2 separate regions of the Gossypium hirsutum genome follow, and region 1 is linked to region 2. A link is a contact called in public Hi-C data. All regions are on one chromosome and are shown on one strand. The core of a region is the stretch at or near the end of the contact, and the rest is flanking DNA. Distances in the headings are between cores, read along the strand shown.

The links. Hi-C and Micro-C count contacts between places; a contact is called where the count stands out from the background.
Region 1: a contact with region 2 is called in a Hi-C map of leaf, with 2.8 times the contacts expected there. The contact joins the promoter of LOC121214651 here to the promoter of LOC107887169 in region 2. A contact is called at or near these places in 9 of 34 Hi-C or Micro-C datasets (callus, hypocotyl, leaf and 1 more).

The regions. Positions count from the first base shown.
Region 1 is chrD02:39,172,637-39,177,045 of Gossypium_hirsutum_v2.1, reverse strand. LOC121214651 reads right to left here and starts at 2,659. Exons shown (of 7, transcript XM_041088539.1): 1 at 2,213-2,659; 2 at 1,925-2,068; 3 at 1,761-1,835; 4 at 1,477-1,670; 5 at 1,228-1,399; 6 at 749-1,150; 7 at 301-591. The coding sequence starts at 2,428. The coding sequence ends at 502. It also overlaps the pseudogene LOC121203492.
Region 2 is chrD02:38,867,792-38,872,621 of Gossypium_hirsutum_v2.1, reverse strand. LOC107887169 (30S ribosomal protein 3-1, chloroplastic) reads left to right here and starts at 2,036. Exons shown (of 1, transcript XM_016811332.2): 1 at 2,036-2,961. The coding sequence starts at 2,231. The coding sequence ends at 2,722. LOC121214649 reads right to left here. Exons shown (of 5, transcript XM_041088534.1): 3 at 4,660-4,830; 4 at 4,452-4,574; 5 at 3,417-4,382. The coding sequence ends at 3,588.

The DNA of each region.
Region 1 (4,409 bases), core at 1,410-3,909, 300 kb before region 2:
GTACCGATATGTTATAAGAGTAATATCTTTCTCTACTAGAGCATGAAGTGACTGAACTTATTTAACTTCCTGCGTGATGCTATTAGAGTTGTACCTGGTTGGATTTATATGATGATTTTGTTTTGAACTTTTCATACATAATGTTTAAAGGGATTAATTTATGTAGTCTATATAAGCACATTATTTTCCATTGAACAGGAATATCATATTCAAAAGGTTATTGATAGTATTTGCATTTAAGGAATCATAATGGTTTGAGAGGATAAATGAAGCTTGTGTAAAGGAGGTGGAGGCAAGGGACAAAATCAAGGGCCTTTAAAGGCAGATTGGTTCATCTTGCTACCTGTGGCTTATTAACGAGTCCAATTTGAAGGGATACCCCTCACAATAAAATTTGATCACTATCGTTTCAAGAAGACACACTCAAATGTGGAAAAAATTGATCACAAAGCATTTATCGAATAGTGATTACAAGACTTCTTTCAATGAACTTGGCGCCTCCTACCTTACCTTGCATTTGTGGTGGGAGAGAAATGACTCGTCTTTGGTCCCCCGCTTCCACCAACAACTCTGATCCTCCTCTATACTGCACTTGTCATGCAATGAACACTCATCAGCATAATTCACCAAATCAAAATTTTTACAAGTGATGACATGGGAGGAGCAATGAGAACTTAAAAACGACTTTTGAACCTTCAAAACTATCACACAACTTGAAAAGAATTGAGGGATTCAGAACTGAACATACTTGATATAGCTTGATCTCTGACTTCTCGAAACCTGGCATGAGAAGGGTTGCTGTTTTCTTTGCTGTGTCAAAAATTACCGATGAAACCTTCTGGCTTGCTGGCAAAGAAAGAAGACCCCTTGCACCCTCAACGCTATTGTTCATCATGATGGCATTCCAATCTTGAGGGGAATCCACTGCAAGATTCGGAATACAAGCAAAAGGCAAGGGGTACAAATTCTTCTTCAGATTTTCCACTGATTCAACATCCAAATGGGGGGTAGGAATGGCAAATGCACCACCCACCTGCGTATCAGCTTGGATTGCACAACCCCAGTAACGTAATGCTGAACTGATTGATATTGGAATGTTTGGATTCATCACAAGAAAGCACCCAAATTGATAAGATCCTGAAGATCCTCTCTGCACAACTTACAGCCTTTCAATCTCCTATAGCAAAAACTTGGTGAATGATAAAATGAAATCCATTCCGTGGTTACCTCAAGAATTCGTTCCAGACTGTCCCATATATCAGCACTGATTGTTCCAGTGAGTTGGGATGGGTTACCACTTATGCCCATAGCTTCATCTACCAGTCTCAGGAGTGAAGGACCAGCCAATCTCCCAAGGTCACTTTTCTCAGCCATGCTCCGCAGGTACTTCAAGTAGAGTCTGTGCAGAGTTAGAGGGGCTTGTGTACATACTTCATTTTAGGCAAGAAAGATAAATTGTTTTGTCTATTTCCAAACCTTGCTTTACTGCTTGCACCTGTCATTCTTAGGGTTTCTTCGGTGCTGATACCATCATATATGATAATGTCAAATTTATCGTTTTGATGGTTCTTCCGAGCCCGTTTCCCGAATAAACCCAGAAGCCTCACAAGTGCAAGTAGTGAAAAGATAGAATCCATCCCGGGAAGCACCCCAAGCTCTTCTCCAACAACCTAGTAGACTAATACATGTCAAAATCAACATTCATAGTGTGAAGTGCAAACACCTAAGGTAAAAAGGATGATGAGATATTACATACACACCCCTTCCAGAACTCCTTGTGTCAAATTAAGACGGCCATCTGCTTTCTTCAGCTCATTTAGAGGTTCAAGAAGCATCTGCAGTTTAACGAATAATCCATTCTCAGCGTAATTATAATAAACCCATTTGAAATAGATAGATGATGAAGCATGGAAAAGGAACATACTTTAGTGGTTTCCAGCCTAACAACAGAAAGGTTGCGGGTGCATAGGGTAGGAGAGGAGTCGATCTTACAATTGAGAAGACAGTCAGCAGTGCGATCCTGTCCTTGTAACACTAAGCATGTGCTGAGTCCAGCCATTGCATAATGCTAAGCAGCAGCAAAGAAAGGCATGAAACAAAGAGATTAGATGATGATATTTGGAAAAAGGGGCCATTTCTAATTAACCCTATCTATGAGCTTCAGCTTTCCTTTTCCGTTAATTGGTGACAAAGTGTAACTAGGAAGTAGTACCTGGGCAGCGAAAACAGAGGAGATGGTCTTGCCGGAGCCGCCTTTGCCTAAGAAGGTGATCAATCTTGGAGTGTTTGAAGAAGAATCAATGATGTCATCACCATTGTTGACAGAAAGTTGAGAGATTGTTCTTCGTGAGGGACTCCAAAGACTGGATTTGGACTTGGAATTGGAGAGAGGGAAGATAACAGGGGAAGACACAAGCCCAGAGGACATTTTTGTTTTTCAATTTTTAGACATACAACAAGCCTATGGCTTTATAGTTTACAAACAATTACAGACAGGAAATGGATTAATTAGCCGATCAAACAAAGTGTTCTTATGCCAGGCCGTGTTGGCCCAATCTGACAGATCCCATTCCCAGCACCGGCTAGATTACACCATACTTTTTCTCTACTAAATGCTATTCATATGTTCATATTTTAGTATTTAGAATAACAAACAAAAATATAGAAGGTATATTATGACATAAGTTCTCTAACCATCAAAGTATATTGAGATAAACTTCATTTTACTCCTACTAAAATTTGCTCAAAATTAATTCTTGTACTAAAAGTTATTCAAATAATGGCATCGCCATAATTTTCTGTTGAATTACTGATAATTTAAATAAAACATATCATGCCCGACTAATTTATCCATGCTCATAAAATTCTCAAATTATTCTAAAGAATTCACGCTTTTTGGAACTATTGTGTGGTTGAAAATTTATTCGTTCAATTTTGTACTTTTTAACTTAACACTTCAGCTTTCTTTACCATTTCATTAAACCATTTAGAAATGGTTTCTTTTAAATCCCAAATATTCTCTTCACTTGTCTGTCAAAAATTTGCATGACGTGAGGATATTGGCTTCCAACAATGGTGAGACCAGGCTCCAATATTCTTTCCTTTATTTTACTTCACCCAATTATACTCTGTTTTAGTTACCCGATTTTAAATCCTTTAACTTAGATGCTAACATTTGAATTCACTCCTGTTTTGGTAATTTGTCTTTAAATTAATAACGGAAATTTTTTTAATTGATATTATTGAGTATGACTCATATTTCAGTCAAATTTGAGAGATAATCTCTCAGTTGAACTCTATCTATTTGTTTCAGTCGATCTCTGATTAGTCTAGATTATTTTATTATTATTTGATCTACGAATTTATCCTATAAATAAGCTCTTTTATAACCTTAAAAAAGACACCCATTAAAAGAATTTTGTAGAATTTTGTATTTTGAGGGTTCTTTATTTTCGGGTTTCGGAGTTTAGTTTTTATCTCCATCTTTTATACTCTTTGTTTTTTCCATTATAGTAAAATTATCTTTGTCTGTGTTTTTTATCCTCTTTGGAGGGTTTTTCCACGTTAAATTTATGTGTTCGATTTCTCAATTTCTTTCGTTATTTTTTACTTGTTCATTGATTAATTGGGTCGATCTCCAACAAATGGTATTAGAACTAGTTCAATTTTTATAGATCAGCCTGTTTAGAGATGACAACAACAAGGTTTAACATTGAGAAGTTCGATGGTGTCACAAATTTCAATCTGTGGCAAGTTCGGATGATGACAATTCTAGTTTAGACTGGTCTAAAAGGTCGTTACTGGGAAAAAGCCTAAGACTCTAGATCAGACAGAATGGGAAGAGCTTGATGAAAAGGCCCTATCTGTAATCCAATTGTGTCTCGTGAATAGGGTATTGCAGGAGGTATTGATGGAGAAAACCTCATCCGTATTGTGGAAAAGGTTAGAAACTCTTTATTCGACTAAGTCTCTAGCTAACCGTTTAGTGTTGAAACAACGTTTATTTACATTTCACATGAATAATGTGAGCTTCTTAGAGATCATATCAGTCAATTTATTACTATTTTGAATGATTTAAAGAATGTTGAGGTTAAGATTGACGATTAAGATCATGCTATGCTATTATTGTGCACTTTACCCTATTCATACAAGTCTTTCAAGGAGACCTTGATTTATGGCAGAGACAAACTCTCTTTCTAGGATGTAAAGGGTCATTTGTTGATTAAAGACAAACTCGATAATAAGTTTGGTTCGAATAGCAAGGTAGATAGGCAAGCTTCCGTTTTGGTTATCACACCCAAAATAGGGCTTAAGAGTTTTAGAGGTATTTTAGGAATTTTAGTCTTAGAGTGTTCGAAATTTTGTGACATGGTTTATTGGTAACGTTTTTTTACTATGGTTTTTAGAAA
Region 2 (4,830 bases), core at 787-3,286:
TCACCTTCTATTTTCATCTCCGAACATTATCACAAAGGTCTTGCCAAATTTTTGAGGATGATTTCCGTAAAGCCGTTGAATTTGCTCGCATCTTGTATTTGCTTCTCATAACCTTAACCTATAATGCATTAGTAGTTGTATTAAGAGAATCCCAAATTAAGTAGGGAAGAAAGATTTTGCTCCTTTTAAGTCTATGGTCAAAAATCTCTTCAGCCATTTTCATTTTCAATTTTAATATTGAGCAAATTTTTTCTGCTTCAATAAATTTAGAGCAATATCCTTGTCAATTTTGAAAGTGACTAACTAACAATAACTAATCACAACATTAATAAATTGATATAATAAGAAATTTAGCTATCATAATTTATACATTCTATCAAATTAAAAAAATGTGTAAACATCGAAGGCTTAAGTTGTTATTAAACTAATAAAAATTATGCACAATTGACGAAAGGCATTAACATTGTGATTATGATTATCTTTAATTACTCACTATCAAAATTAATAGAATTTAAATTCTTTCAAATTTTTTGAGAAGGACTAATTTAATCAATTTCAAGCACCAAAAAATCTTGTTACCTGAGTCTTTTAATTGTAAGACCACCACTCTCAACCTATTTTCAAATTGCAAATAAAAATAATTTTAATGAATTTTGAAAATATGCAAATTATTTTTTATTTTAAAAAATACAAACTGTTACTATTTATTATTATTATTATTATTATTATTATTTTGTCATGTGAGATCAACTAAAATGTAATTTTGGATCTATGTTGAGATATAGAAAAAAATTTAAGTTCAGAACTAGGTTAAGCATGAGGAATATTTAGAATTGGTATCTCGTCACATGTGTGATGCATTAATTTTTAAAAAAATATAAGTTTAATTTAGTATTTAAATGTGATGTAATGACGTGAGAATTTATGTATATATATTAGAGTAAATCATATTTTATTTAAAAAATAAAAATATCTCTGAATACTTTTTGATTAATGCAAAAGCATCGAATTTTATTCGAAATAGGAAGAAAATTTATTTACAAAGTGTATTCCATTTTTAATAAAAGTGGATTAAATCTCACCCAACACTATGAACATTTCACGACCTATATTAAATCTGGATGTTGTCTTATGCACTTAAGAACACTTCATGCATGCATCACATCATATGATAGAAATTGCATTATTATGAATATAAATTAAATTAAATTGTGTTGTACTCACAATATGGGTAAAAAAACTATCATATGATAAGAATTGTATTATTATGCATCATATCATATGTTAAAAATATTTTCTTTTAAAATCTATTTAATAATGATCATACCAAATTTGCATATTTTTTATATAAAATAAACATGTATTTTAATACTATTAAACACGTGTTTGATCCTTAGATTTGTAATTTGTAATTTTTTTATTTAAAGATAATATTAAAATATAGATGATATTAACATATTTTATGTTTGTTCAAACTCGGTCCGACCAAAAATCTGGATTTAAAATTTTGCTTAAACCTATCCATATTTACAAAAGACTAACCCCAACTCATTTTAGACCTGTCCATATTATTTTTTAATTAAAAAAACATTTATATTATAGTATTTTAATATTTAATATTTAATAATTAATAATTTTATACATTTTTTATTTATTGAATTTTTTATATAGCCATATTAACATTATTTTAATATTTACATTAGAGTATAGGTTTATTTTTTTTATTGAGTTCTAAATTTTATAATATATAAAAATAACATAATATAAATATTGTAAACTTAAAATAGATCGGGTCGGGTCGGATTAGGCTTTTAAATGTTCAAGCTCAAGCCTAACCCATATTTTAAACGGGATTGATATTTTTATCCAAACCCATTTTCTAGACCTATTATTTTTGTTTAAATCCTCCTAAATTTTAAATAGACATTCGGGCTTAGATAGATAACGGAAACATGAACAGATGTATTGTATTATAGCGCTCATTTGGTTGAGACATGCATATATGTTAATAACAAATTAAAAAGAAATTTGAAGGAGAAATTATATCAAAGTATAGGGCTAAGAGGTGAAAGGAGCAAACCGAGTATAATTAAAACATAGGATCCAATCCAAGCCCATGTCCTCCTGCTCCTACCATTGCCCCATATCCCTTATCCTATCTCCACAAAGCAACTTTTAAGACTCGTATCCTCACATCTCTCTCTCTCTCTCTCCCACTCTGCAATACAAAATGTTATCCATGGCTACTTCATCTACACTCCATACTACTTTCACTTGTCATTCCTTTCGTTATCAGAAATCCTTTAACACCCCCTTTTGCTTTAACAAAAATCCCATTTTGAAGAAAACAATCAAAACTCCAACACTAACCGCTTCGGTTGCCACGGAAGCTGTCACTGAGACTGAAACACCATCCGACTTCATCATTCCTCAGAAACCTGAGGAGGTGGTCAAGCAAGTTGGAAAGCCAAGACTGGTTTTGAAATTCATATGGATGGAAAAGAACATCGGGCTTGCCCTTGATCAAGTCATACCGGGCCACGGCACTGTTCCTCTAAGTCCATATTTCTTCTGGCCAAGGAAAGATGCCTGGGAAGAGCTCAAGGCCACTCTAGAAAGTAAGCCTTGGATTTCTCAGAAGAAGATGATTATCCTTCTCAATCAGGCCACTGATATCATCAATCTATGGCAGCAAAGTGGTGGCAACCTTTCCCAGAGCTAGATGTGCATTTTTTTTATATAATTTTTTTTGTCTTAGCTATGCAAAATGGCCTCGGTTAATCCACTGAATTTGAGAATGTTTGGTTTGAAACCTCTTAGCTCTGAACTAAGATATGAATTGTTGGTTTTAATAGGATAACAAACACTGCTGAATTGTTGGTATTTCCCTAGAGATCCACATATTTGTATATTTTTCATCCTTGTTAGATATGAATCTTTACCAAGTTAGTTTTTCTTTCATGATCATTAGATGTCATTGATGTAGATGGTATACGAATTTGATGCTAGTTTTTATAGAATTACCTTAGCTTTGTATAACTTTACCAGCCAAAGCATTATCGAGGAAAATCTATTAACTTAGTTTGGGTACCCTGTGGCGGTAGATGCATACATGCATTTGCCTAAGTGTGTTTAACTTGTACTAATTGAAGATAAATGAAATAATGTTTCTGCTAAAAGGACAATATTTCATCTCCTTGTTCAATATTGCAACTTAATTTCATCGCCTTCCCCTTTTGGGGATTTATATTTAATGCACTCACATAACCATGAGTCCATTATTTTGGTTCCACGATTTCTCTTGGGTGTAGTCATTAAGCCTATTCAAGTTGTGTTGCATTCTGGTTTTTTCCCTGCAGGATGATACGTACTTGCATGCTAAGGCAAGGTAGTATAATTATGTTTGGGAACTCGACTTGTTTTCCAACATATTTTTCTTCGAAAATAATTCCAAAAATGTTAACATCCAGTTTACATCTCAAGAAAATAAACAAAAAAGGGGAAACAAACAAACAAACTTATAGACCTGACTGATGCTATAATGCAACTCGCCAAACTTCAAAATCAAATCAGTATACTGATGCTCCTCAGTAGCCACGAACTTGTCTAGTCCTTACAGAAAACGGCGCCTTATTAATGGTAAAGGGTCGTTTACCTTTCGTCCCAGAACTTTGAGCCACATGTTCTGTGGGGTTTTCAGGTACAGCCTCCACCTTCAAGCCAGCACGAAGGCTTGAGGGGATTTGCTTATCAGATGAGTTCTGAAACATCAGTGCAGTTTTCTCTGTGCACTCGTAATTCTTATCTTCATCTTGGGCCCTGACTTTAAACATGCTTGTGTTCATATGAAAACTGGAATCATGGGAATCATAATTCTCATCGTCGCTCTCATGAATTACTACTTCCTTTTCCAATAGCTTGATAGGGTCCACGTCATCCAACGACACTGTCCTAATGTCCAGGTTTCCTTGTGATGAATCTTTACTTGAAGAAGGGCTCGAAATCTTGATTTCTGGTGTCTGTTTCAAGTCCTCTGCTTGATTGCCTTGTTGAGTTTCTTTATCTTCAGAATTTGGTTCCTGTCTCTCAAGCACTCTTTTTCTTTGACTATTGGGACTGTTTTGATCATCATCATCATCATCATCATCATCAGGATCATGGAAATCAGACCGAGAGAGTTCCACGGCTGCTCTTGCTGCTGCGGCCGCATTCGCAGCAGACTCAAAGGCTGCTTGAGCGGCATCAGCTACATCCTTATATTTTTTCCTTGCTTTTGTTGAATCAGAGAACTCGTTGTCATCTACTAGGACTGCATGGTTACTTGCCTTACCTATTGTGCCTAACTTGGGCTGGCTATGATTCTTGCTTCCGTCCAAATTTTCCTGCATTGATAACATAACTAGCAATTTATGAGTTAATCTCTCTGTATGTTTCTGTCATAAATTGCATACCAGGGTAGCGGAAACAGAGGTTTCACGGAGTTGTAGGGCAATGCTATGCTCAGCAGCAATCTCATTGAGCACATTCCATCTGCTCTGCAAGTCTGGTTGTTTGGTTGAGAGTTTCTGTATAATCTGTGGAGCCGAAGATTACCTTATAGCAAATTTCATTACTATTCCTATTTGTATTTAACGTAGACAAGTTTGAAATCAAGAGTACCTTAGTGTTGACTCCACAATTGTTGCGCAACTCAATGGCACGAGCAACGAATTCTTTGCCATAGCGAGACGTGAAGATTGCACGAATCTCTTGAAGCTCGGGAAAATCTCCACACCTTGAAGATGCAAAGAGCAAGCCAGATATTGCCTCCTTCAGCTCATCAGGGCATTC